Regions from separate parts of the Sus scrofa genome. Here regions 2, 3, 4, 5 and 6 are each linked to region 1. Evidence: chromatin contacts called from public Hi-C, HiChIP or PLAC-seq and promoter capture Hi-C data. All regions are on one chromosome and are shown on one strand. The core of a region is the stretch at or near the end of the contact, and the rest is flanking DNA. Distances in the headings are between cores, read along the strand shown. Region 1 holds the start of ARFGAP3 (ADP-ribosylation factor GTPase-activating protein 3). Region 2 holds the start of SERHL2 (serine hydrolase-like protein 2). Region 3 overlaps SERHL2 (serine hydrolase-like protein 2). Region 4 holds the start of TTLL1 (probable tubulin polyglutamylase TTLL1). Region 5 holds the start of POLDIP3 (polymerase delta-interacting protein 3). Region 6 holds the start of LOC100524254 (NADH-cytochrome b5 reductase 3-like).

The links. Promoter capture Hi-C pulls out the DNA fragments that hold promoters and counts their contacts. A called contact is a pair of places that touch in the nucleus more often than the background predicts. HiChIP or PLAC-seq counts read pairs in DNA pulled down with a chosen protein or histone mark.
Region 2: a contact with region 1 is called in a Hi-C map of subcutaneous adipose tissue, with 2.2 times the contacts expected there. The contact joins the promoter of SERHL2 here to the promoter of ARFGAP3 in region 1. A contact is called at or near these places in 6 of 47 Hi-C or Micro-C datasets (heart right ventricle, liver, mesenteric adipose tissue and 3 more) and 2 of 2 datasets of contacts at active chromatin or transcription factors (alveolar macrophages and skeletal muscle).
Region 3: a promoter capture Hi-C map of fetal liver shows a contact between it and region 1, with 3 times the contacts expected there. The contact joins the enhancer-like site here to the promoter of ARFGAP3 in region 1. A contact is called at or near these places in 2 of 5 promoter capture datasets (fetal liver and fetal skeletal muscle), 8 of 47 Hi-C or Micro-C datasets (alveolar macrophages, embryonic fibroblasts, fetal heart ventricle and 5 more) and 2 of 2 datasets of contacts at active chromatin or transcription factors (alveolar macrophages and skeletal muscle).
Region 4: a contact with region 1 is called in a promoter capture Hi-C map of fetal liver, with 5 times the contacts expected there. The contact joins the promoter of TTLL1 here to the promoter of ARFGAP3 in region 1. A contact is called at or near these places in 4 of 5 promoter capture datasets (fetal liver, fetal skeletal muscle, liver and 1 more), 4 of 47 Hi-C or Micro-C datasets (embryonic fibroblasts, epiblast stem cells, liver and 1 more) and 2 of 2 datasets of contacts at active chromatin or transcription factors (alveolar macrophages and skeletal muscle).
Region 5: a contact with region 1 is called in an H3K27ac HiChIP or PLAC-seq map of alveolar macrophages. The contact joins the promoter of POLDIP3 here to the promoter of ARFGAP3 in region 1. A contact is called at or near these places in 3 of 5 promoter capture datasets (fetal liver and liver), 4 of 47 Hi-C or Micro-C datasets (embryonic fibroblasts, epiblast stem cells and liver) and 2 of 2 datasets of contacts at active chromatin or transcription factors (alveolar macrophages and skeletal muscle).
Region 6: an H3K27ac HiChIP or PLAC-seq map of alveolar macrophages shows a contact between it and region 1. The contact joins the promoter of LOC100524254 here to the promoter of ARFGAP3 in region 1. A contact is called at or near these places in 2 of 2 datasets of contacts at active chromatin or transcription factors (alveolar macrophages and skeletal muscle).

The regions. Positions count from the first base shown.
Region 1 is chr5:5,991,772-5,996,342 of Sscrofa11.1, reverse strand. It overlaps ARFGAP3 (ADP-ribosylation factor GTPase-activating protein 3), which reads right to left and starts at 2,206. Exons shown (of 16, transcript XM_003481526.4): 1 at 1,998-2,206. The coding sequence starts at 2,066. LOC110260619 (a long non-coding RNA gene) reads left to right here and starts at 2,303. Exons shown (of 2, transcript XR_002343865.1): 1 at 2,303-4,571. LOC110260620 (a long non-coding RNA gene) reads right to left here and starts at 1,991. Exons shown (of 2, transcript XR_002343867.1): 1 at 1,733-1,991; 2 at 766-1,229.
Region 2 is chr5:6,237,835-6,242,405 of Sscrofa11.1, reverse strand. SERHL2 (serine hydrolase-like protein 2) reads left to right here and starts at 2,595. Exons shown (of 12, transcript XM_021091434.1): 1 at 2,595-2,824.
Region 3 is chr5:6,218,711-6,223,281 of Sscrofa11.1, reverse strand. SERHL2 (serine hydrolase-like protein 2) reads left to right here. Exons shown (of 12, transcript XM_021091434.1): 9 at 398-432; 10 at 3,960-4,042. Among named protein-coding and RNA genes, the nearest start is that of RRP7A, 13 kb to the right of the region's middle. Within about 2 kb of position 2,276, at least 30 of the 83 cell types and tissues checked have an H3K27ac peak or open chromatin away from gene starts, as enhancers often do. A contact at or near this core is called in alveolar macrophages, fetal liver, omental adipose tissue and 3 more, where this site is marked.
Region 4 is chr5:5,791,709-5,796,279 of Sscrofa11.1, reverse strand. TTLL1 (probable tubulin polyglutamylase TTLL1) reads right to left here and starts at 2,520. Exons shown (of 13, transcript XM_003481524.3): 1 at 2,359-2,520.
Region 5 is chr5:6,172,325-6,176,895 of Sscrofa11.1, reverse strand. It overlaps POLDIP3 (polymerase delta-interacting protein 3), which reads right to left and starts at 2,453. Exons shown (of 9, transcript XM_021091426.1): 1 at 2,279-2,453. The coding sequence starts at 2,337.
Region 6 is chr5:6,143,894-6,148,464 of Sscrofa11.1, reverse strand. LOC100524254 (NADH-cytochrome b5 reductase 3-like) reads right to left here and starts at 2,235. Exons shown (of 10, transcript XM_003125982.4): 1 at 2,104-2,235. The coding sequence starts at 2,124.

The sequences.
Region 1 (4,571 bases), core at 957-3,456:
CACAGCCCAGGGCGGGGGAATCTGAGAAGCAGTGGCGCAGTGGTTAACGAATCCGACTAGGAACCATGAGGTTGCGGGTTCAGTCCCTGCCCTTACTCAGTGGGTTAAGGATCCGGCGTTGCATGAGCTGTGGTGCAGGTTGCAGACGCAGCTCGGATCCCAGTTGCTGTGGCTCTGGTGCAGGCCGGTGGCTACAGCTCCGATTGGACCCCTAGCCTGGGAACCTCCATATGTTGCAGGAGCGGCCCAAGAAATAGCAAAAAAAGACAAAAAAAATAAATAAATAAAAAATAAATAAATAAATGTTTTTCTTGAATTTTTTTTCCCTCTCTCTCTTTTTTATGGCTGCACCCACAGCACATGGAAGTTCCCAGACTAGAAATCGAATCCAAGCCACAGCTGTGACCAAGGTCACAGCTGCAACAAGGCTGGATCCTTAACCTACCCTGCACAGTGGGAACTCCTTGGATTTTCTCATGTAAGCCTCACAATAACCCTCTGAATTAGACCCAGCTCATGCCCATTTTCAGATGAGGAAAAAAGGTATAAAGTCGTCAAACAACCTGCCCAAGGTGACACAGTTAGAAAGTCACAGGATCTGGATAAACATTTACAAGAAAGCATACACGTCCCTCAAAAGTGTTTTTGGTATCAACTCATTGACTTATTTAAAAGGGGCACCTTCCCTTTGATCAGTTCACACGTTGTGTTTCTGAGATGTAGCAAACAAAAAATATAATTTCCACACTGCTAAGCAGATCTTAATCTAGTCTGGTTTACAGCAACCACTCTTTATAAACAGGTCAATCTACATTTGAAAATCAAGAAAATAGCAAAGAAATTGGCACTGGAGAATTCCTTTCTCCTCCTGACTCTCCTACCGTCATCTTTTTCCTTCTCACTTCTCTTAGGTTGTAAAAATATGGGCTCACCTCCACCTAGACTTAAAACAAAGACATCTAAATTCTGTAAAACTCAGGGACTTCAGGGTCATGACGCATGACCGTACTGGTTAATAGCTGTTGTGGTGGAGGTGACAGGGGGGACCAGACAGAACTCCTGTCACAGGAGCAGAGGGGAGAGTCCATGCTGACACGACAGCCCTTTGCACTGTCTAGGTTCCACTCCGATCTGTGATCCTCCGCGGACGGTGTCACTTTAGCCCCATGCGTCATCCCATCTCCAGCCAGGAGCCAAAAGTTGTAAGAGTCATGGGGGGGAAACAGGCTCTGGAGATGAAAAAAAGAAAGGAAAACCCCAATCTCCAAAGAGACCCAAAGGTTAGGAAGGGAAAGGGTTGTGGTGGGCTTTCTCGTAAGAGAAAAGAGCTCAAAGCCACTGCAGTGACCACTTAGCAGCTTTATCGGACAGGGAAGCTGAGGCTGCCGCCAAAGGGCACAGGGAACAATCCAGGCTCTAACAGGCGCCCCTGAGGAGCTTCAGAGGTGAGCTCGAGGGGGAAAGGGGGTGAGTCGAGTTTTCCCAAGCGCCCAGGGCTACCAGCTGTTGTTTCTGCCCCGTGCACGCTTCCCGGCTGGGTCACAGGTGGCCTACGGTGTCCGGGGTCTGCTCCAGGTCGCAGGAGTCCCGTGTATGAGCCCTCAGTATTCTCAGGAACTCAGGGGCCACTTCACTTTGCCACCCCCAAAAGCCGCCTCCGTCCTCCTTTAAGTTCCTCGGCCCGGTGTCAGGAACCCACAAATGTCCGCCCCCGGGACCCCCAGATGCTCACACTTCCGGCACCCAGGGCCCCTCGGTGCCTGCCCTGCTCTGGACCCCGGTGTGCGCCCCCTCTTCTGCCTCTCCCTTCCTGAGACTGGGGGGGCGGCGCACAGTCTGGACCCAGGCGAGGCCCAGCCGCTGCGGCCGCACAGTGCGACGTGTCACAGGCCGGGCCAGCTCCTCCTCCCGCGGCCGTGGCCACTGCCGCCGCAGGGGCCGCCCGCGGGGTCCAGCAAGGATGCCAAACAAGCCTGAACACGCCCGGCGGCCGTTACCTTGTTGGTGGGCACCGAGCGGAGGCGCTTGAAGATGGTCAGGATGTCTTGCTTGCTCGGGTCCCCCATGGTCACCAAAGAACCGAGGCGCAGCTGGCCCCTGCCAACCGGGAAGGGCAGAGCAGCAGCGGTTGCCGCCTCCAGGAGGTAGACGACGGCGGAGGGGCGGGGCTGCGCGTGACGCTCGACCCCGCCTCTCGATGTCCCCGCCCAGGCCCCGCCCACCGCCCAGAGCGCACGCGCCGCTCTCCCCTAGGGCCCAGGCTCGGGGGGGCCGCCGGCTCCGCCCCTCAGGCCCCGCCCCCGGCGCTGCACGCGCGTGCGCAGGAGTCTCGCTCGCCGTTCGCGCCGGGCTGTGGGTGTGGAAGCCGGGCCCCGCGGAGGTCTGCGCCCACCAGCACCTCAGTGGGGACCACCACGTCGGCTGACCGACTGCTTTCTTCGCCGGGTCTTCTGGCCTCCTCCCTGTGAGGGTGGCAGAACCTGCTCCTCCAAGTGGCAAAGGAGGAACCGAGAGGCAAGGGCCTTCCTGCGGCATCCGGGAGTCCAGATGCTGGGTTCTCTAGTTGCTTTTTTTTTTTTTTTTTTTTTTTCCCGTAAGCTAAAGCTGAGCGCTGAGTGGGAAGCCTCCAATGCCGAAAACTGGTTTTCTTACAGTATCAGTTTGAGTGTGTCAGTGACAAGTAGCAGTTCTCCAGAGGCGAAAGGCGCCGGGTCAGAATGGATAAATATAGACAGGAAAAGAAGCTGGCCTTTTCCTACCCTTACTCGCCAGAGGGTTTTAACGCTTGGAGAAAGGTGCCTCTTCTGCATTAGTGGATGTGGAGCCCCTAGGTAAGGCTCTGCGGCTCAGGGAAGGATAACAGGTCTTGGGGTCAAATGCACGGTCCAGCCAGCTCCTTCCCAGCGCTGTGACCTTGCTCGGGTCACCTCGCTAAAGCTTGGTCTGCTCATCTGTGCAATGGGATGAGAGAGGGGGGATCAGCGCTGAGCAGCACAGGAGAGCGGCTGCCAGGGAGGCCCTGGAAAAGGCTTTGGCAGTGGTCTTTCTGCTTTTAGAGGCTGGGAATTGTTCACTCAACCTGTGTGAGTAGAAACCCTGGGGGAAGTTGGACCTCTGCCAAGGAAGGGAAATTTATTACCTTCCAGAACAGTAAGTTATTTTTGCAGACAGCTCTGTTTGAAAGTTCTTCCTGGTACTGAGTTAAAGTATATACCCTTGAGGAGTTCCTGTCCTGGCTCGACAGTAAACGCATCTGACTATTATCCATGAGGACGCAGGTTCGATCCCTGGCCTTGTTCAGTGGGTTAAAGATCTGGCGTTGCTGTGAGCTTGGTGTCGGTGGAGGACATGGCTTGGATCTGGTGGTGTTGTGGCTGCGGTATTAGGCAGCACCTGCAGCTCCCGTTTGACCCCTAGCCTGGGAAAAACAAAACAAAGAAACTGAGTTCCTGGAATCAGGAGCAGCCTTATCTGATTTCCACCAACCCCTGTAGGCTAAGGCAGCGCACTTGCTCCTGAACTGAACTTGGCTCTTCTTGCTCACTGAGCAGCAAAGCCAATTTACTGATGCCGTGGTGCGTGTTTACTGTAGGCACCGAGCAAGATCCAAACTCCTCGGTGGTTTCCAGGGAAAGAGTTTCAAAGACAACATTGGGGTGAGGGTTTTAGCTCTTGAACTTCCTTCTGATTGGTGGGTGGTGAGTTAACGGGTGATGTTTCAGGAACCTTCTGCTTCCAGCCAGTCTGTGGTCGGTGTGCTTGTGGTCCCCATGCCGTCAACATCCTCCACCTGGGTGGGTGGGGTCTTAGTTTCTGCAGAACAACGCAAAGATATGTATCCGATTGGATGACAGTTGTTACGGAGGAACTGGGACTGTTTTATCGGTGAACTGGTTTCTTGAGTGTTTTTCCTCTGTGTCTTCAGTCCTTTCAGTTCCCTAATTAATAACTGCTTGAATCTGCTCTTTGGAGCTCAGGGAAGTCCTGCGAGACTAAAGCCCTTTTTCACAAACCAGAAATGGGGGACACAGAGGGGCTTTGGCACCCAGGAGAGCCCCACAGGGTCCTGCTTGGTTTCATATTTTTGGAAATTCACAAATGCCCCCATTTTAAAAGGTAAAATATTTAAATAATTATGTTATTGGTTGATTTTTTTAAAAAGATAGAAATTTAAGCTGATATCATTACTTCCTTTAATGGGATAAAAGATTTAGGATTGTCATTAATATTTACGGTATTACAATATTATAAAATAATTGGAAAGTGAAATGAAAACATTTACACAAAAAAACTGTACTTGAATGTTTATAATACATTTATTCATAATAAAAAACTGGAAACAACCTAAATATCCTTCAGCTGGATTAACAAACGTGGTAAATTCATTCGATGAAAACTACCCGCACTAAACAGGGGCAACTTACTGAGGCATGAAACTCTTGGATGGATTGCAGATGAATTAATATGAAGTGAAAGACAAGTTGGTGGATGGATCTCAGATGAATTATGTGAAGAGAAAGGTAAGACAGTCTCAAAAGGCTACACATTGTATGATTCCATCCTTGTGACAT
Region 2 (4,571 bases), core at 1,346-3,845, 250 kb before region 1:
AGACCTACCTCAAAACCACTCCTCCTTCCTTGAAGATTCTGACTCCTCTAGATTTCCAGGCCATGGATGAAAAACAAAGCAATTTTACCCATGTCATACCTTTTGGCAGAGTTTGGAAAGCTAGTAGCCATAGCTTTTCTGTGAAAGAAAACTTCCCCTCACTCCGTTTGAGTATCCTCTATGGGTCGAGACCCTCAGCAAATGCTTAGAGGTTATTGAGTTGGGGGCGGGGGTGTCAAAAAGATGAGTAGCCAAGATTAGACAAGAACCCCCAAATGATAATACATGGAGAATTAAAATAAATTCTACAGTGGAAAATCTACTTAGGATGCTAATGGAAAGTCAATGGGATCAGCAAGAGGTTTGGGGAGTAGTTACTCATGAAATCATCAGTGAATGTTGGAGAGTTTTTTGTTTTTTTGTGGGGATTTTTTTTTTTTTTTTTTTTGGTCTTTTTAGGGCTGCACCTCTGGCATATGGAGGTTCTCAGCCTAGGGGTCCAATCGGAGCTGTAGCTGCCAGCCTACACCACAGCCACAATTCAGGATCTGAGCCATGTCTGCAACCCGCACCACAGCTCACGGCAATGCCAGATCCTTAACCCACTGAGCAAGGCCAGGGATCCAACCTGCGTCCTCATGGATGCCAGTCAGATTCGTTAACCACTGAGCCACGACGGGAATGCCTTTAATTCATTTTTATTTCTTATTAAAGTATAGTTGATTTCCAATGTTGTGCCAATTTCCCAGAATTCTTTAAATAAAACGAACTTCAGATTATTATATTATTTCTTTATATGCTACATTAATTATTTTTGAAAAAGTAATTCCCATTTCATATTTGTTTTCTTGAAAATAACTTGGATTTATAAAACCTTCTCCTCACTGCTCTCAAATGCCCATCAAGAGGGACAATCCGCTGTGAAAAGGACAGAGCAGCTCTGTACTGCTACTATGGAAAGTGACAAAGACTGTCCTTGACCAAACTAGGCAGTCTCATCGGAGTCCTCTTCTTCACTGGACCTCAACCTTGGCCTACAGGAATTTCAGCTTTGGAGTTCCTGTTGTGGTGCAGTGGGTTATGAAGCCAACTAGTATTCATGAGGATACGAGTTTGATCCTTAGCCTTGCTCAGTGGGTTAAAGACCCAGTGTTGGAGTTCCCGTTGTGGTTCAGTGGTCAACGAATCTGACTAGGAGCCATGAGGTTGCCAGTTTGATCCCTGGCCTTGCTCAGTGGGTTAAGGATCCGGCGTTGCCATGAGCTGTGGTGTGGGTTGCAGATGTGGCTCAGATCCCGCGTTGCTGTGGCTCTGGTGTAGGCTGGCAGCTACAGCTCCCATTCGACCCCTAGCCTGGGAACCTCCATATGCTGTGGGAGCAGCCCAAGAAATGGCAAAAAGACAAAAAAAAAAAAAAAAAAAAATCAGTGTTGCCGTGAGCTGTGGTGTAGGTCACAGACGTGGCTCAGTTCTGGCCTTGCTGTGTCTGTGACATAGGCCAGCAGCTACAGCTCTGGGTTGGACCCCAGCCCAGGAATTTCCATATGCTGTAGGTGTGGCCAAATGAACCTATCTACAGAACAGAAACAAACACATGGACATAGAGAACAGCCTTGTGGTTGCCAAAGGGGAGGGAGTGGGATGACTGGGAGTTTGGGGTACTGGGAGTAGTAGATGCAAACCCCGAATTTGAATGGATAAGCAATGAATTGAATGAATATCCAATCAGCTGTGGTGGAGCGTGATAGAAGATAATATGGGGAAAAGAATGTATATATATATATACACATATAACTGGGTCACTTTGCTGAACAGCAGAAATTGACAGAACATTATAAATCAACTATAATGTTAAAAAATTAAAAAAGAAACAATTTGTGGAGTTCCCATTGTGGCTCAGCAGTAACGAACCCAACAAGTATCCATGCGGATGCAGGCTCAATCCCTGGCCTTGCTCAGTGGGTTAAGGATCTGGCGTGGCTGCGAGCTGTGGTGTAGGTCGCAAATGCAGCTTGGATCCCGATGTTGCTGTGGCTGTGGGCTAGGCCAGCAGCTTGCAGCTCTGATTTGACCCTTAGCCTGGGAACTTCCATATGCCGCAAATGTGGCCCTAAAAAAGCAAAAGAAAACTAAAAATCAAAATAACAAACACCAATTTGTAAAAATAAAACCACTCTTCTGTTTGTCACACATGTCTAAAGCCCCATCCAAAGTGTCAAATCTAACTTGTCAGTGATTGTCCAACCCAAAGCTCTTTAATACCTTGTAGGCAGCTCCTTGTAAGAGGATCCCTGCCTTAAAATCTTTGACCCCAAAGTGGTCCTGGAACCGAAAAAGGTTCAGAGAACGCCACCGGAGTGTTGGTGTATTCCTCTCCATTGCCTCACACAGAGGTCTGGGGAAAGGCCCTTTTTCCTTTTTCTTTTTAAAAAAGAATCAGTTGCAGCCTAAGTGCGAAGGGATGGCAGGCTTGGGAGGAAGCCCCTACATCCTAGCGCCGCCTGCCGGGGTCCCTGCATCCGCCCCGGGGAGGACCGCGCGCGGGGCTGCGGTAAGGCGGGGGGCCGGCAGGGGGCGCTCCAACCCCGCTCGAGAGGGGCCGCAGGGCTTCCTGGGAGCCGACCGGCGTCCGAGGTTCCCGCCGCCCAAGGTCCACGCGGCACTGAGTGTTTGGGATCCTGCCACGGCCCGGGCCGTCGCGCGCAGCGGGAATTCGGGGTCTGCGGAAGGGCTCTTCCTCTAATTCTACGCTCCAAGGATAAAAGCCTCCAACAGACACCACCCTGCCTTCCCTTGGTGCCGCCGCCCTAGTGCCCTCGATTCGGTAAGGTTTCTTTCGCCAAAAAAAGAGTCGCACAGTCGCAGCCAGGATAGAGGAGGGCTTCTAGAAAGAGGGAGAACGGGACTTGGGGGCGGGGGGGCGCGGTGGAGACGAGTTTCTCCCTCTTCTTGGCCGCCCTGGCCGCAGAGCGGCTCTGGACCCACCCGCAGCCCCCGGGACGTGGCGCGGCCCCCGCGCGCCTCCGCTCCGCTCCCCACGGTACCCGCGCGCGCCAAGAATCAGATTCGCTCCTGGAAACCCTCCCAAGGGCGGGAGGCGGCAGATGCTGGGTGTCGAGAGAATCGAATTGAACCTCAGTCAGTGGAAAGCATTTCCCCATCTGCCTGTCCTGGGTTGCAGGATTGGTTCAAATACTCTGTTTCCTCAGTTGCAACAAGAGGGGTTCGGAACCTCTCAGGGGTTCTGGACCATCTGAGGGCCTCTGAGTGTCTACGACGCCTTCAGCCTGGAGTCTTCCCCAAAGTCTACATAGGGACTGAGCTGCTGAATCCCCAGAGGAGGAAATTCCCTGAAACCAGAAACAGGAACCAAGACGAAGCCCCATGGTGAAAATGCCACTGGTGGAAGATAATGCACCTGTGCGTGCCTGCCGCAGGGATCAGAGATGGGAGCCGGTCCAGGGCACTTTGACAGCGAGATGGGTCAGAGAAGGAGCCCCGCACCTCGTGGCCCCTCAATCCACATTGAATGAGAGAAGGGGGCTGGGCTGGGTGCAGCACTTCACATGCCCACCCTAGGGCTGGGGGGCGGGAGAGATTTGTAAAAAGGACCAGGTGCCAAGGCCAAACTTTACCTCCCTCTCCAGGTGGCCCTGGGGGTCTCAGCTGCTATGCTGGAGGCCAAAATGCTTACCACCCTGACCTGCAAACTATGTTTCATTTAGGAAAGGTTAATTTAAGGAGGCCCCTCGCTAGGGCCAGCAAGGAAGCTGAGGTGCTTCTTGGGAAGAACCTCTGCCTCATCACAGCAATCATCAGTTGTTTTACCACCAGTGCCTTTGCACTGTAAGCCTCGTGTCTTGGGTTAGGTGCCCTGGGAAGCAGAGCTGCACTCTCTTATTCATGCATACAGAACACTCATCGCTCAGCCTCTCAGGAAGCAGCCTTTTAGCAAATCAGAGCAGCTGCGCAGGGCAGAAGTTGAACCTGGATTCAGCTGGGAACCTTACACGATTCCATGGGAAGCTCAGGAGCTGGGATGGTTGTCACCAGCCCTTTGTACATTGGCGAGGGCATTGACTGGGGTATAAGGACCGGTCCGTGGTGATGGAATGCCCTGGGGAGGCCATGTCCTCGGACGTGGCAGGTCCCTTCCATGAGGGGCGAGTCTCAGGGAAGAACTCAACTGTCACAGCTGACATTCGCCGCGGGCTGGAGGAATGACGGCTCGGCCCTTGCAGGATCCAGGGTGGTGCATCATAGCACACCCTCCACTCCTTGACCATAGCCTGTTTCTTTCTCTTCTGCTCTCTGCACATCTGAATTTTTCCCCCTGCTACTTAAGTTGCAGGGGTAGTTGACAGTCATACTGTGGCTCCCCCCCCTTTTTTTTTCCCCAAATGTGTCCCATTCTGAAGACAAGCCCAGAGTAAGGCTGGAATATCAAACCCTGATTCCAAATTGCTGGGGCAGAGGCCTTGGCCCAACTTGGGTCAGGTTGCCCCACCCCAGAAATTGGTTATGGTCTAGGGGCAGCGTCCAAGACAGGAATAGGGCTCCCTCAGACCCAC
Region 3 (4,571 bases), core at 1,027-3,526, 230 kb before region 1:
CTACAGCTCTGATTTGACCCCTCGCCTGGGAACCTCCATATGCCGCGGGTGCGGTCCTAAAAAGACAAATAAATAAAACTACCGGGCACCTCCTGGTGCTTAAACACCCACACGAACATCTTAGTAAGGTTCTCAGCAGTGAGACTGATGCCAAGTCGAGGTCAGTTCGCGTGGTCTGTGCTGCTGCTGGGGTGGCCGGGGGAGGTTCCCGCGTGAGCAGCCCTGGTCCATGGCCAGGTAGCCCTGGGCAAGCTCTGCTCCAGCTGAACGCAAGAGAACGTTGGGGGTGAACCCCACCAGTCTTGGCTGAGGAAGCGAGTCCCCTGGGTCCCCCGGGCAGCTGAGTCCCCGACCCTGACAGGCGGTGCTGAGGCCGCATCTGTGTGCTTCCTTCCAGGCCTGGTGATGAACAGAGACCGGAGGATCTCTTGGGTGAGTACTGTGTCCTCCCGACGGCCAGCCTCTTCTTTTATTGTGGTAAAATGTACATGGCATGATATGCGTCATATCTAAACCATTCATGAGGGGACCACTCAGTGGCATTGAATACATTCACGAGGAGTTCCCGCTGTGGAGCAGTGGGTTAAGGACTGGACTGCAGCAGCTTGGGTTGCTGCAGAGGTGTGGGTTTGATCCCCGGCCCAGCACAGTGGTTTAAAGGATCCGGAGTTGCTGCAGCTGTGGCTCAGATTCAGTCCCTGGCCTGGGAACTTCCTATGCCATAAAATAATAATGATATAATTATATGTATAATAGAAATCAATACAGCCGTGATGTTGTGCAACCATCACCGCCCCCGCATTTTTCATCACCCCCAGTTACACCTCCTTACCCACTGAACACCGGCTCCGCATTCCCCTCCCCCAGCCCCTGATGACCAGTTGACTCCCAGGGACCTCACATGGGTGGAGTCATACAGGGTGTGGCATTTGGTGTCTGGCTGCCTTCCCAGGTTCATCCGTGTCGCCCTGTATCAGAACTTCCTTCCTTTAATGGCTGAATAATAACGGATGTCCCCGTCCGTTGGCAGACACTGGGTGGGTTACTGTGAATGGCGCTGCTGGGAACGCCAGTGTACAGATTGTCGGTTCAAACTTCTGCTTTCAGTTCTCTTAGATACACACATGTTAGGAGATCCCATTGTGGCTCAGAAGGTTATGAACCCAACATAATGTCCATGAGGATGTGGCTTAAGGATCCGGCGTTGGCGTGAGCTGCGGTGTAGGTCGCAGACTTGGCTCGGATCTGGTGTGGCTCTAATTCGACCCCTAGTCTGGGAGCTTCTATGTGACTCGGGTGTGGCCATAAAAAGCAAAACAAAAACAAAAAACAATAAAAGGCCTTAAAAACCAGTAGCCGGTCTGGAGGTCTATGACAGGAGCATTGTGGCAACCCAGTTGCCTCTGCCACATACAGGCTGTGTGACCTTGGGCAAGGCACTTAGCCTCTCTGAACTTCGGTTGTCTTGCATGCAGGAAGTGTGTTCACTTATTCGTCTATTCACTCCCTCAGCCAGTTGATGAGCAGCTAGGAGGTGCCAGCTCCTGTGCCTGCCTTGGTAGGGTTGCTGTTAGGACTAGCCAGGGTCACATGTGTCAAGGGACCTGTCACTTCAAGTGCTCTTATTTTGATTACTTAAAAGGGTAGAATGCTGCCATTTGAGGTGGCAGCCAGGGGGCGCTCTGAGCTGTCGCCCGGGCCCTGGCTCGGACGTGAGGCTTGAACCAGGGCATCAGCCAAGCAGATGGGGATGTTTGAGTTTGGTTTGGGTCCAGCTGGGATTTGTTCTCACGTTTGGGGAGGTAGGGAGCCACTTTCCTCTCTTCCCCAGAGGAACAGCCAGGGAATGGCTTCATGACCTTCCGCTACACAAAGAGGTTGTAAGTAGAACAGCACACACCCCACGAATCAATGGAAGTATTGATAAGTAGGGCTTACTAACACGGAGAATTTCTGTTCATCAAAAGACAGTAGTGAGAGAGCGAAAAGGCAGGCTGTGCTCAAAGGCCCTCTCGGGGAAACACCCTCCTGTTGTCGCCTTTGAGGACAATGCGGCACAAACCCTGTGTTGGATTTTCACATCCGGCGACAGGAGCGGAGGTAGCATCCCCGTCTGGGCCTCAGGGACCGGCACATAATTAAGCCGTGGGCCTGACCGAGCCGTCCAGCCAGAGAGGCCCCCGTCCTGGCACAGAAGCGTATTAAAGCCACACTGAGAGGCTTGGCGGGGAGGGGACAGTCTGTGCCTGAGCTGGGTCCTGGCGCCACCTCCTGTTGGCTGCTGATGGTGACACTGTTACTTAGCTGCTTGAATCCTCTGGGGGAAGACGAACGTGTGGCCTGTCTGGGTCCTCAGGAAATTTTCATTTGTGGGGCCTTGGATGACAGGGGACCTCTGTTCCTGGACGTGGTCCCGAGGTCATTGTAGCCTGAGGAGCGGGGAATGGCCGGGACGGTCAGGGCAGAGCAAGGACACTGGGTTTTGTCGTGGCTGTGACCAGACAGCTGTGTGCGTGTGTCTGCACAGGATCTGTGGGTTCACCGCCATGGGGTAGGGACTGGGCATCAGGTGACCCAGTCAGTCCCTGTGGAGCTTCTTGAGTTAGCCGCTCGGGACACACAGCCCCTCTGCTGTTGCGCCGTGTGCTGAGAGCCCCTGCCCTCAGAAGGTTCTCAGACTGGAGCCGCCCGTCCAGTAGAAGTGTGATGCGAGCGCGTGTTAAGGTCACATCTTCTCGTGGCCATGAGAAGAGTGAGAGGAAACAACTTTAGTAACATTCTGGAGTTCCCGCTGTGACACTGGGGTCAGCGGTGTCTCAGGAGTGCTAGGACGTAGGTTCCTGGCCCAGCACAGCGGGTGAAGGATCCGGTGTTGCCGCAGCTCCTGCTTAGGTCTCATCTGTGGCTTGGATCTGATCTGTGGCCGGGAATTCCATAGGCCGTGGGGGGTGGGTATATATTATTAGTGTGTAAATATATACACACACACACTAATTCAGCATATCCAAGATGTTACCATTTCAGTATGTCATCAACATAAAAAATCACTGGGCTATTTGATATTTTTTCTTACTAAGTCTTCAAAATCCAGTGTGCAGTTTATACCTAGAGCCCATCTGAGGCTGGACTAGCCCTGTTTCAGGCACTTAATAGCCACATGTGGTGATGGCTACCATGTGGAGAGCACAGATGGAGCCCTCTTAAATGGTCATAAGACAGGGTCAGGCCAGCAGGGGCCATGGAGACAGCAGTGTACCCTGCCCTGTGGCTTAAGCAAATTCCTTGCTCATGTAAATGGTTGGTGGAGACAGGTGGGCTCCATTTGCAGAGGCCAGAGCCCAGGCTGGCTGGGCAGCGCTTGCAGGGCAGCCAACGGACCGGGAAGGGAGGTGGGAAGGGGCCAGACCTCAGCCCTGAAATCTTTTTTTTTTTTTTTTTTTTTTTTGTCTTTTTGCCTTTTCTAGAGCCGCTCCCCCGGAGGCTCCCAGGCTAGGGGTCAAATCAGAGCTGTAGCCACCGGCCTACACCAGAGCCGCAGCAACACAGGACCCGAGCCACGTCTGCAACCTACACCACAGCTCATGGCAATGCCGGATCCTTAACCCACTGAGCGAGGCCAGGGACCAAACCCGCAACCTCATGTTTCCTAGTCGGATTCGTTAACCACTGCGCCACGACGGGAACTCCAGCCTCTGCGTTTTTTTTGCATGACCACACCTGGCTGAGCGGATTCTGGGATGTCCTCTGGCTGGGCATCCCTGTGACCAGGAAGAGGGAGAACTAATTTTAGGGGGGGACAAAGAGCCCTCTGCTGAGGTGATGGTGTGGTTGGGCCCTGGGCTTGGTCCTGGCTTAGATGGCCGAAGGGGCCGCCACTGCCCCCAGGAGAGGTGGGCGTCGCACCCACAGCCGTGCCCGCTGCCCTGTGGTGAGAGTTCGCTGTGGTTTTGTCTCTGCAGCCGGAGCAGAGCTTCGAGTTCATCAGCAGGGAGCTGTTTGTACACGCCATCAAGCAGCTGCAGGCCCGCGTCCTGCTCATCAAGTAAGTCTGAACCAAGTGCCGGCGTGAAGGTGAAAGCCAGGAACCTCCCGCGGGAGGCCACGCTGCCAGCTTTCTTGGGAGGCCCCCCGGCAGCTGGTATAAGGCAGGCAGGCAGGCAAAGCGATGGAAGGACAGGGCAGCAGGGGGCAGACAAGGTCTAACCGCACCCTCCACAGGGGTCCATGCAGGCCATGCCCAGTAAGGCAGACTGGCAGTCACCGTGGCCTGGCCCTTCCTTGCCACCTCCCCAGCCACCCTGGACCCCTCACCCTCCTAGGCCTACACCGCTCCTCCATCTGCCAGTCTCCCCTCCTCCAGTCCCGGGCAGAAAAGCCTTTGGGTCCCACAGCACAACATTCTCTGATGTGGCAGGAACTGTGATGTCCAGGGACCCAGCTGTGTCTCCGGTGCCAAGCACAAGGGTTGAGGGGCAGACTAAACCACCGTGAGACACACTGCATGCCCTCTAGCACAGCTAGACTCCCAGAGTGAGACAACAGGTGTTGGCAAGGATGTGGAGGAACCAGAG
Region 4 (4,571 bases), core at 1,271-3,770, 200 kb after region 1:
CTGGGGCTTGCTGGAAATACAGATTCTCTGGGAGTTCGCGTTGTGGCTCAGTGGTCACGAACCCGACTAGTACCCATGAGGAGGGAGGTTCAATCCCTGGCCTTGCTCAGTGGGTTAAGGATCCAGCATTGCTGTGAGCTGTGGTGTTGGTCACAGACACGGCTTGGATCCTGCCTTGCTGTGGCTGTGGTGTAGGCCAGCAGCTGGAGCTCTGATTCAATTCCTAGCCTAAGAACCTCCATATGTCACACATGTGGCCCTAAAAAGCAAAAAAAAAGAAAAAAAAAAAAAAGAGAGAGAGAGAGAGAGAAAGAAATACAAATTCTCCAGCTCCCCCGCCATGCATTCACAATAATGTACACACTCAGACTCTTGGGGACAGGGGCCCAGGGGCCTGTATCTCAACAAGCTCTCGGGTGATTCTTACCCACACTCAGATTTGAAAAGGACTGGTCTAGTTCCTGTATGTGGTTCCTCGTGACAATCTGTCTTGACACATATATGTCACAACATGAGAGCAGGAATGCGGTTCGGCCTTATCTCCTGCTGAAAGGCCAGCACCCAGAACAGTGTCTAGTAATAGCAGGCACTCAATCAACATTTGATGGATTAACAAAAATCAAGGCGTGAAGGATCTAGCCTTGTCACTGCTGTGGCTCTGGTCACTGCTGTGGCATGGGTTTGATCCCTGGCCCGGAAACTTCCACATGTCGCGGGTGGACAAAAATAAATAAATAAAGACATGAATTGCCTCTGCGCACCATCACGAAGTGCTGTTCCTTAGTGCCAAGCAGTAAAGTAGGCACAGCCCAGCCCAACTGGGCAGAGACACGGGGAGTAACTGCCATAAACACTTCCACAGCTTTGCTCAGGCAAGAAGCAGGAGACCAGGAGTTGAGCTGGTTTCCGCTGAGAGAGGGAACATCTCGGGAATCCCTGGGCCTCCGACCCTGGGAGGACAGTACTTTGCCAGGAGGCTTTTCACCTCCTAGAGTTCCGACTATTCCCACAAAAAAGCCCCCACAACCTCTCAGGGCAGCGAGCAGGCGGAAGAACATACACTCATGCAGTCGCTTCACTCTTCTGGGTCCAGTCATCGAAAACAGCAACCTCTCTGCCCCATCTCTACTACCCCAAATATTGATCACAATCAGTTTCAACAAAATCTATTTTAAAAAAAGATCCTACGGAGTTCCCGTCGTGGCTCAGTGGTTAACGAATCCGACTAGGAACCATGAGGTTGTGGGTTCGATCCCTGGTCTTGCTCAGTGGGTTAAGGATCCGGCGTTACCGTGAGCTGTGGTGTAGGCTGCAGACGCGGCTCGGATCCTGCGTTGCTCTGGCTCTGGTGTAAGCTGGTGGCTACAGCTCCGATTTGACCCCTAGCCTGGGAACCTCCATATGCCGCAGGAGCGGCCCAAGAAATCATAAAAAGACAAAAATAAAAATTTAAAAAAAAAATTAAAATTAGGAAAGATCCTAGGACATCTGCCTTCTTTTCCAGCTAGTCTTTTTTGAAAGGGAAAAGGAGCCATCTTTAAATAACAGTATAAACGACGACTTTACATCACCCAGAGCATTTGGTCACAACTGTACTGCTTCTGCCCATCTCCTCACCCCCTCAGGGTGACAGTGCCATGCTCCACCTTAACTAATAACCAGTGCCTGTAATTCCCTGAGCACAGGACAGGGCCAATCTTTTTGTACTGCCACAACCCAGCACCCAAACATGCTCATTAAATGTTTCCTGAACAAAGGACCGCTTTGCAAACCACAAAGGGTTTACAACAACAAGATACTTTTATTTCAAGAATGAATTCCTGCCAAAAAAAAAAAAAAAAAAAAAAAAAAAAAAAAAAAAAAAAAGAATGAATTCCTTGTACTGCCCCAATCACTCTAGGGTGACTACCGCGACCGTCACCCCCCGCTAATGATGGGGAAACAGGGAGGAGAAATGCCTAGGTCCAGTTCTCCAGAGAGAGATAAGCAGGGCAGAGAACACTTGTCGCCTGTCTCCTGCCCAGAACTCAACCCACAGGTACACCGCGCTCTGCAAGATGCCAACAGAAACAATACAGATTGCAAATGAATGAAAAAAACCAGCAACGATTAAATTCTGAGATAACGAATAAGAAGAAGAATGCAATTACAAGGATCAGGAGGAACAAGTCACAGGAACTCGGAGGAGGAAGAGAGGCACAGTAGTCAGCGCAGGCTGCTGGAGGGACGCGGGTCCAGCATCCAAACCCAACCGCAGCGGCCCCGTAGACCAGCGGCCACAATCGCTCGCGCATGCGCACTCGCCCCCCGCCACACCCTGGGTCCCGGGAGCCGATGGCCTCGGCGGCTGTGTCTTACCTGTGGGCGTCCAGCCCGGAGGGGCGCCCAGGAGCGCGGAGCACGGCGGCCCCGCGCCGCACCCCGGCCCCGCCTCCAGCTCCACTCCGGCTCCTGCGGGAGGACTCGGCCCGCTATCAAGCGAACCCACCCTCCGCGCTCTACTTCCGGGGCGGCGCCCCGGCAACCAAAGACGCGGCCTTACCGGCGCCAAGACTGCTTCCGGGGTCAGATTTTCCCCACTCGTTTCTAAGCCCCTGGCCTGGCGTCCCGCTAGGCGCCGGGGGCTGGGATCGTGCGAGGAGTCTGCGGTCCACCCCGGCGTCTCCACAAACGTCAGAGCCCAGAAATGAAGTCGAGAGGGGTCGGGGCGCAGTCTCGACCCTGATAGTGCAAGGTAGAGGGGTGTGATGGCTGGGCCCTGGGTCCAGTCCGCTCATCTCTTCTGCTCAGCTTCAACATCTGTTAAACTGGGATGGTTGGCAGCACCTGCCTCGAAGGAATTTTTGTAAGGATAACCTAACAGGTTGCGCTCAGCAAGTAGTAATCAATAAATGGCCTACTCAAAGGTCACCTCATTTGTGAAGTGTGAGTGCGGGACAGGTGCAGTTCCTCAAAGTAGGATTTTTTAACTCTTTCTGTTAGGAAGAGGCAGCCTGGCCCATGAGAATTTTAAAACTGAAGCCAGACCTGGTTTGAATCCTCACCCCAAAATCCACTAGCTGGTCATGTCATTCTCTGAGCCTCAGTTTCTTGTCTATAAATGGAGATAACAGCACCTATGCTGAAGGGTTGTTGGGAAGATTATGAAAGTATTTTTTGAAAGGCACTTTGGTAGAGGATATATTAGTTGCTAAATTCCTGTTGAATTAATACACAACAGAAGGGCATGTACCCCAGACATCTGTCAGTCATGAAGGTGCACTGGGAGGCAGTGTGAAAGGAGAGAAACAGAATTTACCTCCCTGCTCAGTTACAGTCTAGCTGTTGAGCATAGGAAAATCGCAGCCTCTTGTTTTAAAATTTTTATTTATTTTTTTATTTTGGCTGCAGCACGCAGCAACTTCATGTGGGATTTCAGTCCCCACACCAGAGATTGAACCCAGGCCACAGCAGTGTAAGTGCCAACCAACTCCTAACCACTAGACCACCAGGGAACTCCTCCAGCCTTTTTTTTTTTTTTTGTCTTTTTAGGGCCACACCCTGCAGCATATGGACCTTCCCAGGCTAGGGGGTTAAATCAGAGCTGCAGCTGCTGGCCTACGTGACAGCCACAGCAGTGCCAAATCCAAGCCACATCTGTGACTACACCACAGTTCACAGCAACGCCGGATCCTTAACCCACTGATTGAGGCCAGGGATAAACCTGCATCCTCATGGATACTAGACCAATTAGTTTCTGCTGAGTCACACGGGAACTCCCTGTCAGGGTTGTTTTGGGGTTTTTTCCCAGCCTCTCAATGACAGTTTCTTCATGGATAAACAGGAATAATTAGGAGTTCCCATCATGGCTCATTGGTTAACGAATCCGACTAAGAACCATAAGTTGCAGATTCGATCCCTGGCCTTGCTCAGTGGGTTAAGGATCCGCGTTGCTGTGAGTTGTGGTGTAGGTCGCAGATGCAGCTCGGATCCCGCGTTGCTGTGGCTCTGGCATAAGCCGACAGCTACAGCTCCGATTGGACCCCTAGCCGGGGAACCTCCATATGCTGTGGAAGCGCCCCAAAAAAATGGCAAAAAGACAAAAAAAAAAAAAAAAAAAAAAAGGGAATAATTATCTCCATCTCTCAAGATGGAAAAGAGTTTAAATTCCTAGGTGAATAGCGCCCAGGAAGGTGTTTAATATGTTTTACCATGTCCTTCTGCCCTGTGCAGAGTATATGCCATTCCAAAGAGCATCACCAGCAGCCAAAACACTGGAAGGCTTGGGTACAGACAGTGGGAGGAGACCAACATCACGAGAGCAGATAGTAGGAAGAGTTCTGGCCAATGCGAAGAATTAACTGGGAGCTAGGTAGCCCCAGGAGAACGGCAGGAAACTAAGAATCTCCATGCTGATCTAATCATGTAAATCTAGTTATAAAGTCTTCAAGGCTTTCCATTGCCAGCAAGATAACATCCAGGAGTTCCCCATCATGACTCAGCATTAAGGAGCCTGACTAGTATCCATGAGGATGCAGGTTCGATCCCCGGCCTCGCTCAATGGATTAAGGATCCCACGTTGCCATGAGCTG
Region 5 (4,571 bases), core at 1,204-3,703, 180 kb before region 1:
ATGTAGAATAGCATTTTATACTGTAGGAAAGGACACTTGTTCACTGATATTTGTTCAGATCTTTCACAGTCCTTGACAGGGAACCCTCCCGCCCCAATCTAGTTTTGTTGGCTGTGCAAGTAAAATAAAAATGGAGTCTCCAGCAGGTTTAACCCAAACACAGGAGGCAGTCCAATTTCTTCTACACTAGTCTCTTTGCCTACACTTCCCCAATCCAGTCTTCATGTGCTAGCAAAGCAATATTTTCACACTCAAGAGATTGCGTGTTACTTCTTTACTTAAAAACCTTCAATAATGATGACGACGGTGGCGAACATCTCTTGAGCACTTAGTATCCATCAGACGCTTTTTAAAGTACTTTATTTTTTAAAGTACTTTAGATACATTACTTCACTTAGTCCTGAAAACACTTAATGAAGCAAAAGTCCATGTTTTATAGATAAAAGAAAGAGAGGCCATGGAATGGTTAAGCAACTTCTGTAAGATCATATGAAAAATGGGAGAAGCAGGGATTGAAAGTTGGCAGTCTGACTCGAGGACCCCAATGCTTACCTGTTATGTCCCCTGGGAGGAGGGATTTGGGCTTCTTTAAAGAAAGGTCATCTGCTGAACACTTACAACCTGGTACAAACTTTTAAATATACATTCCTACATTCTCATATGCAATCTTCTCAAGCACCTACCAGCAACCATTATTGCAAATGAGGAGATCGACCAGCTCAGAAGTCATCTGACCGGGGAAGCATGGAACCCAACAGCAGGGCCTACCATGAGACCAGGTCTGTCTGGCTGCACACTCCCCGCTCTTCGCTCTTCCCATGCATCCATTTGTCTTCCCTTTCCTGCATTCCTACCCTACGGCCAACACAGACTCTGCACGCATCGACACCAAAGTACAGACCGCCTGCAGTGACTGCAGGAAGCACCTGTCCTGAAGCTGGCTCCTTCAGCATCTGTCCAGCAAACCTGTGAAACCTGGATGGGTCTGGAAATGGCCAGAGGACCAGCCCCAAGTCCACACCAGTTCTTGGCAGACCTAGGGAAGAACTACTCACCGATAATGGGAGAGGAAATTAATGCTGTGTGCCTATTATGAACCAGAAGCCAGATGAAATGCTGGCTGGTGAACTGTGTGGGGCTGGGGGGCAAACGTAGTGGATGGATGTATGTGTTGAGGGTCGGGGGATAGTAAGGCAGAGACTCTATTTTCTGGTCACAGGCACTTTTCATAAACATCTACTGAGTGAATGACTGTCTGAGAAAACAGTATGGAACAGCCTGGCCGTTTACAAGGACATCCGAGCTAATTTTCCGTGTGCTGGAAAACTCTGGGCCAAAGCTCCCACTTTTCCATACGGGTGAACTGGAGTTCTTACAGGCTGGAAACGACGAACCGTACTCGAGGGTCTAGAGGAGGGCGGTCTCAGAGCTGCACGTCGTCTCCGGGGCTCGCCACCCAGATACAGAACCGCCTTTTCTGAGCACCATCAGCAAACAGCTACCCTCCAGCCCCATCTCCCTTGATTTTCTGCCCAAGCCTGAGGCCACCTCGGCCAGCTCAGAACGCGCCTTCAGTCCCGGTCTCAGCCCTCCGGGACTTCGGGGCAGTCACTCCACCTCTCCCAGCCTCCAGCGCCCTGTCTGCAGAACGGGGAAAGCACGAAAGGCTGGCCGACAGGACGGCCAGAGGAGCTAATGAGACCGTGTGGGCCCGAGAGCGCTCAGACTCGGAAATACCGCTCCCGGGAGGGGGGGGGCGGTGTAAACAGACGCGAAGCCGGCGCAGGACTTGGAAACCTGGACCAGCTCTGGGGCTGGGGCTCGGCTTCGGCAGTAGAGACCGGCAGAGCCCGAGCAAGCCACTGCCCCGCCAAACTTCGGTCGTCCTAACTTCAAGGCCGCGCTGGGATCGCGGAGCAGCGCCGGTCTCCTCAGAGGAGGGGCTGCGCCGGGGCGACCCCGGGAATCCCGGGCCGCGGGGGACGGCCCGTCCCTCCGCCCCCCGCGCCGCTCCCACCAGCCCCGCAGCGCGGCCCCTCGGCGGCTGCGGCCCCTCCGGCCTCCCTTGGCCCGCGGGAGCGACGGCACCTCCAGCCAGTGGGCGGCCTGGCGGCCGGGCCCGCGGCGGCGGCGGCGGCGGCGCGGCCAATGAGGAGCGGGGCTGCGGCAGGGGGCGGGCGCAGACGGCCCTCCGCGTCGCGCCCGGGCCGCTCCCTCTTCAGCGCGAACCCCGCGAGGACTCAGGCCCTGAAACCCGAAAGGAGAAAAGGCTACTCACCGCCCCTTCGCAGCAGCCCCGCGCTTCCGGATGAGCTCGTCCAGGGAGATGTCCGCCATCTTGCACCGCCGAGCAGGCCGCGAGCACCTCAGGGTCCCTCGGCCCCCGAGCCCGCCCCTTCGGCCGCTGTGGAGCAACTAGCGGCTTCCGGCGTTCGGCTGACGAACTCTCGCGACAGATTAGGCCGAGCAGGGGCCGGAAGAGGCGGGCCTCTCCCCGTGAGCCTTTGCGAGGCCAGCTTCTGATTTGCATACGGGGGGTCGTATCCCTGTCGTTTCCTACCCTCTCCGAGGACCAAATAAAATACAAGGAGATATGAAAAACTAAATGAGTAAGACAAACGTCAGCGGGATGAAGTTCTCGGTTTAACGGTCAACTTTTATATTCACCGTATGGCTAATGAGAATGGGATTCCTTACCTAGGAAGTATGGACGTTTACATTTTTATGCCTTAAACTTATGAGTAAGGAAAATAACGATTCGGGGTGACGCCCGAGTCCTCACTGCTAATGTGAGACGAATTTTTGAGCGGGTAAAGGTCGCCCCTAAGGTGACCCGCCTACTTTGCGGGATGCCTGGGAGTTGCGATCTGCCCGTCCCCCTTTACACTTGAAAAGCAGACCAACTTTGACGAACATGGAGGATTAAGTAGTTGTGTGTTATTAGATTTCCTGAACTCGGAACTGATTCGTTTTTTGCTTTGTTGGGGTTGAAAAAAAAAAATGGCAAGTAGGGCGGAAACTGTAGACACTTTTAGGCTCTGCGGTCTTCAGAAGCAAATCGCGTCACCTTTCTGTGCCTCGTTTTTCCTGATCTGGAAAGTCGGGCAAGTAACAGGCGGTTGCGAGGATTAAATGAGGTGCTCGCCACGTGGAATTGCCTTTTCCTTGATGCAATCGCAGCCTCCACTTCTGACCCCGGCATGAGGTAGGTGTTCAGTATGTCTTTGTGGAGTCAATAAAAAAATACGTGCAACCCCTTTAGAACGGTGCCAAGCATGGACTTCGTGCCCAGTGAGTTACTACTGCTGTTATTTACTAAGTCCAACGTGCTCTTGACAGACTATCCCACCATGATGAAAAATCTGGCATCAGAAAGGCCGTGGAGAAATGAGCTGGTAAGGGCGGAGGGTCTGGGATTGGGCCCCCGCCTGAGGAGGGGAATCCAGGTCCCCCTGCGCAGCCGTGACCGGGCGCGGGCTGGTCCTCCTTGTCTCAGCAGTAAAGTAGGACCCTTGAGTGCTCCCTCCTAGAGGTGCAGAGGCCAAGACCCAGTGCCTGGCGGGAGGAACCAGGAGGGACCAGGGCGCTGCAGAAGTTAAGGCCTATCACGCCTTCACACGAAATAAATGAAGTATAGAGAAGTCAGTTAAAATTTTTTCTTAAACTACTGCAATCGTAGGGTGGTTAGCTGCTATCATTTAATTCTCTGATTGTCAGTGGGGCGGCCCTTTGCCAGGGGCATTTCGGAGCTTTGTGGGGTGTGTTTGGTTGTCTGGACAACATATCCAGCCACGTGAAGGCGGGGACTGGGGCGGGACAGCCCTCTGGTCCTCCCAACGCTGCCAATACGCCAGGAAGGCAGGGCCCCTCACAGTCCTCTGAGCCAGGGCTTCACTCCATTTCTTTCTTTCTCCCTTCCTTCCTCCCTCTTTCTTTCTTGTTTTTTGGCGTCTAAGTTCCCAGGCCAAGGATCGAACACACGCCACAACAATGATCCAAGCCGAGGAATCCTTAACCTGCTGCGCCACAAGGGAATTCCCTGTTCCATTTCTTGTGTGAACGTGCAGGACTTCCTGCCCGATGTGAGCAAACATGGAATTGCCAGCGATGCAGCTGCGCTGTAGCTGAAGGAATTTTGGGTCCTGCCTTGTTTGGAAACTAACCAAGAATTGTGCCCCGCCAGGGAGAACCGCACCCCTGTGGCTGGAGCTGGGAGGCGCCGCTGCTTTGGGAGCCGCAAGCCCAGGGACCCATGTCCACTCCCCATCCGGCTTCCGGGGGCCTTTACATGCTGAAATGTGCAGCATTTTAGAAATTCCTTTCCTTTCCTTTTTTTTTTCCCCCTTTTATAATGTAGAAGCTTTGTGTTGATTTTTTTTAAAATTCTGTGTGGATAGGTGATAGCGCCGAATTCACTTCAGAAGAGTAAAGCGCTCTTATAAATGTTATTTTAAAATGGCCTTGGGACCGAGAGGGTGGAGAATCACTGTAGCTTACCCATTTTACAGATGAGGAGGCAGACCACGGACCAGGTCCTATCAGGCCTTTCTTCCCAGCTCCAGAACACAGCC
Region 6 (4,571 bases), core at 986-3,485, 150 kb before region 1:
CTGCCTGTCTCATGGACCCCTTCTCAGGAAGCAGGAGGAAGTGGGAGGGAGCAGAGGAAGTTCTGCAGCGAGGGGCTCCTGGCTCAGAACTGCCGGGGGAAGGGACCGCAGGAGGAGGGGCAGGTGGACAGCAGAGCCGCCCTCCAAGGGGAGACACAGCCTTGCTTCCCAGGGGCTGAGGGCCCGGGGCCATGGACGAGGCACAGAGCTGCCGGGGGAGTGGGCGAGCCTTGGACTCTACCTTGGTGGCAGCCAGTCAGGGTCCACTGAACGCGGCTGTGCTGGGGACAGGGGAGCCAGAGTGGAGGAAGGCAGGTTAAGCCTCCAACGTGCCCTCAGGTGGCCGGCAGACTCAGGGGCCAACCCCTGAGCACTCTCCCTTCCGCGTGTGGGAGGAGGCCTCTTTCACAGCCTGCATGTCTCAGATAAGATGCCCAGGGCCTCCCACAGACCCCAGGAGGCAGGGCTGGGGTCTGCTGTGGGCATTTCGGGCCAAGCAGGGATCCCAGCAGGACCTCCAAGGAAGGGCGACTGCACCCACCCCTTGGACAGAAGAGGCTCAGGAGCTGGTGAAGGTCTTCTGATGCCCAGACAGGGAGGGCTCTGCCCTTGCAGAGGGGCTGCAAGGAGTGCTTGGCTACTCGGCAAAAACATCAAGCAGCCACATCCCGAGGACGCAGAGACAAATCCAACCAACCCAACTGGAAGGTGAGAAGCAGTGTGGGAAAACAGCAGGGGTGGGGGTCTGGATGGAGTCAGGAGGCCGAGCAGTGAAGGGGGAAGCGGTCTCTGGGAAACACAGTCAGGACGCTATATGGAGCAGGGGTGACGTCTGCCGGAATGCCCTGGGCAAGGCCGCTCCTTGGTCTAAACATCCTCCCCGAGGCCTGGGCAGGGCCACATGCTCAGGAGCAAACACCCAGGCCATGAGGCCTTCTGTCTAGTCCCAGAGGGGGACCTCACAGTCAGAGGGAGGAAGCAGGCCCCAGCCAAGTCCCAGGGCCCTGGGTGGAGGCGGAGGAGGCAACCAGGTCAGAGGCTCTGGGCCTAACCTTCCCAGGGGCAGCCCTCCCCACGGGCCCAGCCAGCACCAGGGGACCAGAGTTGGGGGTGGGGTGTTGGGCTGCCCTCTGGCCATAGCCTCAATGTGGAACACAAGCCCTTGGTCACCACTGTGGCTTCTGAGACATCTGCAAGGAGGTGTCCCTGGGGGAGAGATGGGTAGCCCTGGGCCAAACCAAAGTGACAGCATGACAGTGGACTTTGCAGCCTTGCAAGTTCGGGCCCTGCCAGCCGGGCAGGTGGCCACCTCTGAGTGGCATTTCTTCATCTGTAGAACTGGGCCAGCAGCACAGACCCCAGGTTTGCTGTGTTGAGAGCCAGAGCCTAGCTGCAGCGCACCAAGAGGGCTCGGTGGTGGTGGATGCCAATCAAAACTGTGCACGCCGGCAATGTCTCACACTCACACACACAACACACACACACTCCACATGCACACACTCACAGAGAGTCACACGTTCACACTCCTGCACACCTGCTCACTTATTCACTCACACACGTTCACTCTCAGTCTCTCACCCCCACACCCACTCCTGCACACGCACACGACACACCCACACACCTGGTCACACGCTCTCACACACATACGCACTAGTTCAGTCACACTTCACACGTGTTCAGTCACACTCAAACTAGCTCACACGCAGGGTCGCCAATCGCGTTCATTCGGCTCTAGCTCACCACTCGCGCGCGCACATCCGCACCCCTCCGCTTAACGCTCGGGCCGGGCCGGGCCGGGCAGAGGGCGAGACGGAGGGCGGGGCGCCCCGAATGTTCGGCCGCCCGCCTCCGGGTGACGCCCCTCTGCCGGCAGGCCGGGCCCGGGGGTTGGGGGGACACAGGCCCAGGCGTGAGTCACCGCCCCTTGGTGTCCGCCGGGCGCGGCGGGCTGGGGCGGGGTGGGATTCTGCGCCCGAGCCGCCCCCTGCCCCTGGCGCCGGGTGGCAGTCGGCGCTGCCGGCGGAGGAGGCCTCGGCGCCCGCCGGTCCGCAGCGACGCCCCGGGCCCTCGCCCCGCCACGGCCGGCGCCTCCTCCCCGCCTACCGTGCTCAGCTGGGCCCCCATGGTGGTGCCGCTCTGCGCTCGCTCTGCCGCCGCCGCCGCCGCCGCCGAGACCGCCTGCCTGCCGCGCCCCGGACCCGCCCCCTGGTCGCGTCATCCTCGGAGGAGGGGCGGGCCCGAGAGCGGCCCAATCGGGGTTCGGGGGGCGGGAGGCCGAGCTCGAGGCCCCGCCCCGCCCGCTTCCGTCCGCGGGGAAAGTGGAGAGACGTGGGGGAATCCCGCGGTATTTGGACCCGGGCGCGCGTTGAGTGGAGGAGGGGCCGCTGCAGTCGCCCCCGGAGCCCCCGGCGGGGCTCCGGACCGCAGTGTGGCCTGGGGTGGGCCACGTTTGCCATCCCAAAGGGGATAGATGGCGCCCCCCCATTGATGGCGCCCCCCCCATTGATGGGATCCAAAATACAATCCGGAAACTCCGTCGCGCTCGGATCTCAGGTCTCTGATCTCAGGTCTCTGAGCACGTTGAGAAGACCCACAGGCCTTCTTGTTCCCCAAAGCGCTCAGCTCGGTCCCACCTCCAGGCCTTTCCCCTGGAACGCTGTCCCAGCCGCCTCAGGCTCAGCACTGGCTTATTGCTGGGGCTTTAGGACAAAGGATTCCTCCTCAGCAAGGCCTGACCCCTTCTCCAGGCAGCCCCTAGGACCTCGCAGTAGCTGAGGTCATCCTGTTTATTTCCTCAGGGAGGGTCTGCCCATCCCAGTGGACTGCGGGCTCCCTGAGGGCAGGACTCTGCGTCGAAGTCCCCTGCCTGCCTAGAGCCTAGCGTACAGTGGGTGCTCAATAAATACTTGTTGAATGAGTGAATTCCACAGTGAGCACCTGCTCTGGGTAGGTCCATGCTGGCCCCAGGGGGCTCTCTGCTTTTCTGGAATGGTCTTGGACCCAAATGTGAGCTCCTGGTACTTTGACCAGCAGCCTGCAGCAGGCAGTGTGTTCCTGCAGTGTGCTGCTGACCAGGTAGAGAACAACTGGGACTTCCAGGCACAACGAACTGAGCAGAGCCTGGAAGTAGGAATGAAGTGGACAGATGCAGGGTCAGCAAGGCCAGAGGGAGTTGGAGGGACAGTGGTGTGATGTGAGGTCAAGGTATGGGGACCCAGGTGGAGGGAACTGGGAATGGGGGGGCGGAGTGTGAGGAGCCCTGGAGGATTGGGGGGGGGCAGGAACCAGATGGGGTTTTTTGTTTTTGTTTTTAGCATGTGGAAGTTCAGGGCCAGGAATTGAACCCGTGCCACAGAAGTGATCTGAACCACAGCAGTGACAACACCAGATCCTTAACCCATTGCACTCCAAGGGAATTCTGACCAACTGGGGGTTTATTTTTTGGCTGCCCCACAGCATATGGAGTTCCCAGGGCCAGGGCTCAGATCCCGCTGCTCTGCAGCAATGCCAGATCCTTTCCCTTTAACCCACTGTGCTGCGCTAGGGATCCAACCCACATCCTGGTGTTGCAGAGATGCCTCCGGTCTGTGGCGCCACAGCAGGAACTCCTGACCAGCTGGTTTTAAAAGGGAAAACTAGGCAGAGCACACGGAGGGAAGGAGGGAGAGGGATCTGTTAGCACAGCACGGGAGGGTCAATGTCACAGCAGATCAGTTAGGCCTTATTTCAGTTTTAATAATCACAATTTTAATATGACAAAGGAAGTAATCAAATTGGAAAGTTTGGCGGCATATGCAGCCAGTAAGTTTCAATAGCTGGGTGCTTGCTAGGGCACCCATGGCACAGGTGACTTTTCCAGAGACACCTTCCACGGAGGCCAGGGGAGCAGCACATCACCCCAAACCTCTGCATTTTCCCTCTTCACTTTTTTTTTTTTTTGGTCTTTTCTGGGGCTGCACCCGCAGCATATGGAGGTTCCCAGGCTAGGGGTCTAATCAGAGCTGCAGCCGCTGGCCTACGCCACAGCCACAGCAACACGGGATCCGAGCCGCATCTGCGACCTACACCACAGCTCACGGCAATGCCGGATCCTTAACCCACTGAGTGAGGCCAGGGATCGAACCCGCAACCTCATGGTTCCTAATCGGATTCGTTAACCACTGAGCCACGACGGGAACTCCTCCCTCTTCACTTTTGATTCTCTTCGTGTTGTTACACCTGCATTGATGATGGCTCTCATGAATGTGGATGTGCGATGCCAGATTGTTTTTCCGTGTGAAACTTGGAGTTGACTAAATTGGCTTTCTCCTGTGAGTCATCCTCACAAGCCTTGAAAGATTCCCACGCAGGTCTTTTCCTCAAAAGACTCATCCCCTAAATGGCAGTAAATAAACAAACAGAAATACTGTTTAGCTTAAGGCTATAAATATTAGTCCAACAAACAATCCTACAAAATCACAGTTAGGATGGAATCTATTTTTCTGTCTTACACTGTCGTATACATCAGCATACCCACTTGTAGACTCAAAACGGAAATAGCTTTCCTCCCAAAGTTATCATGCTATTGTTGC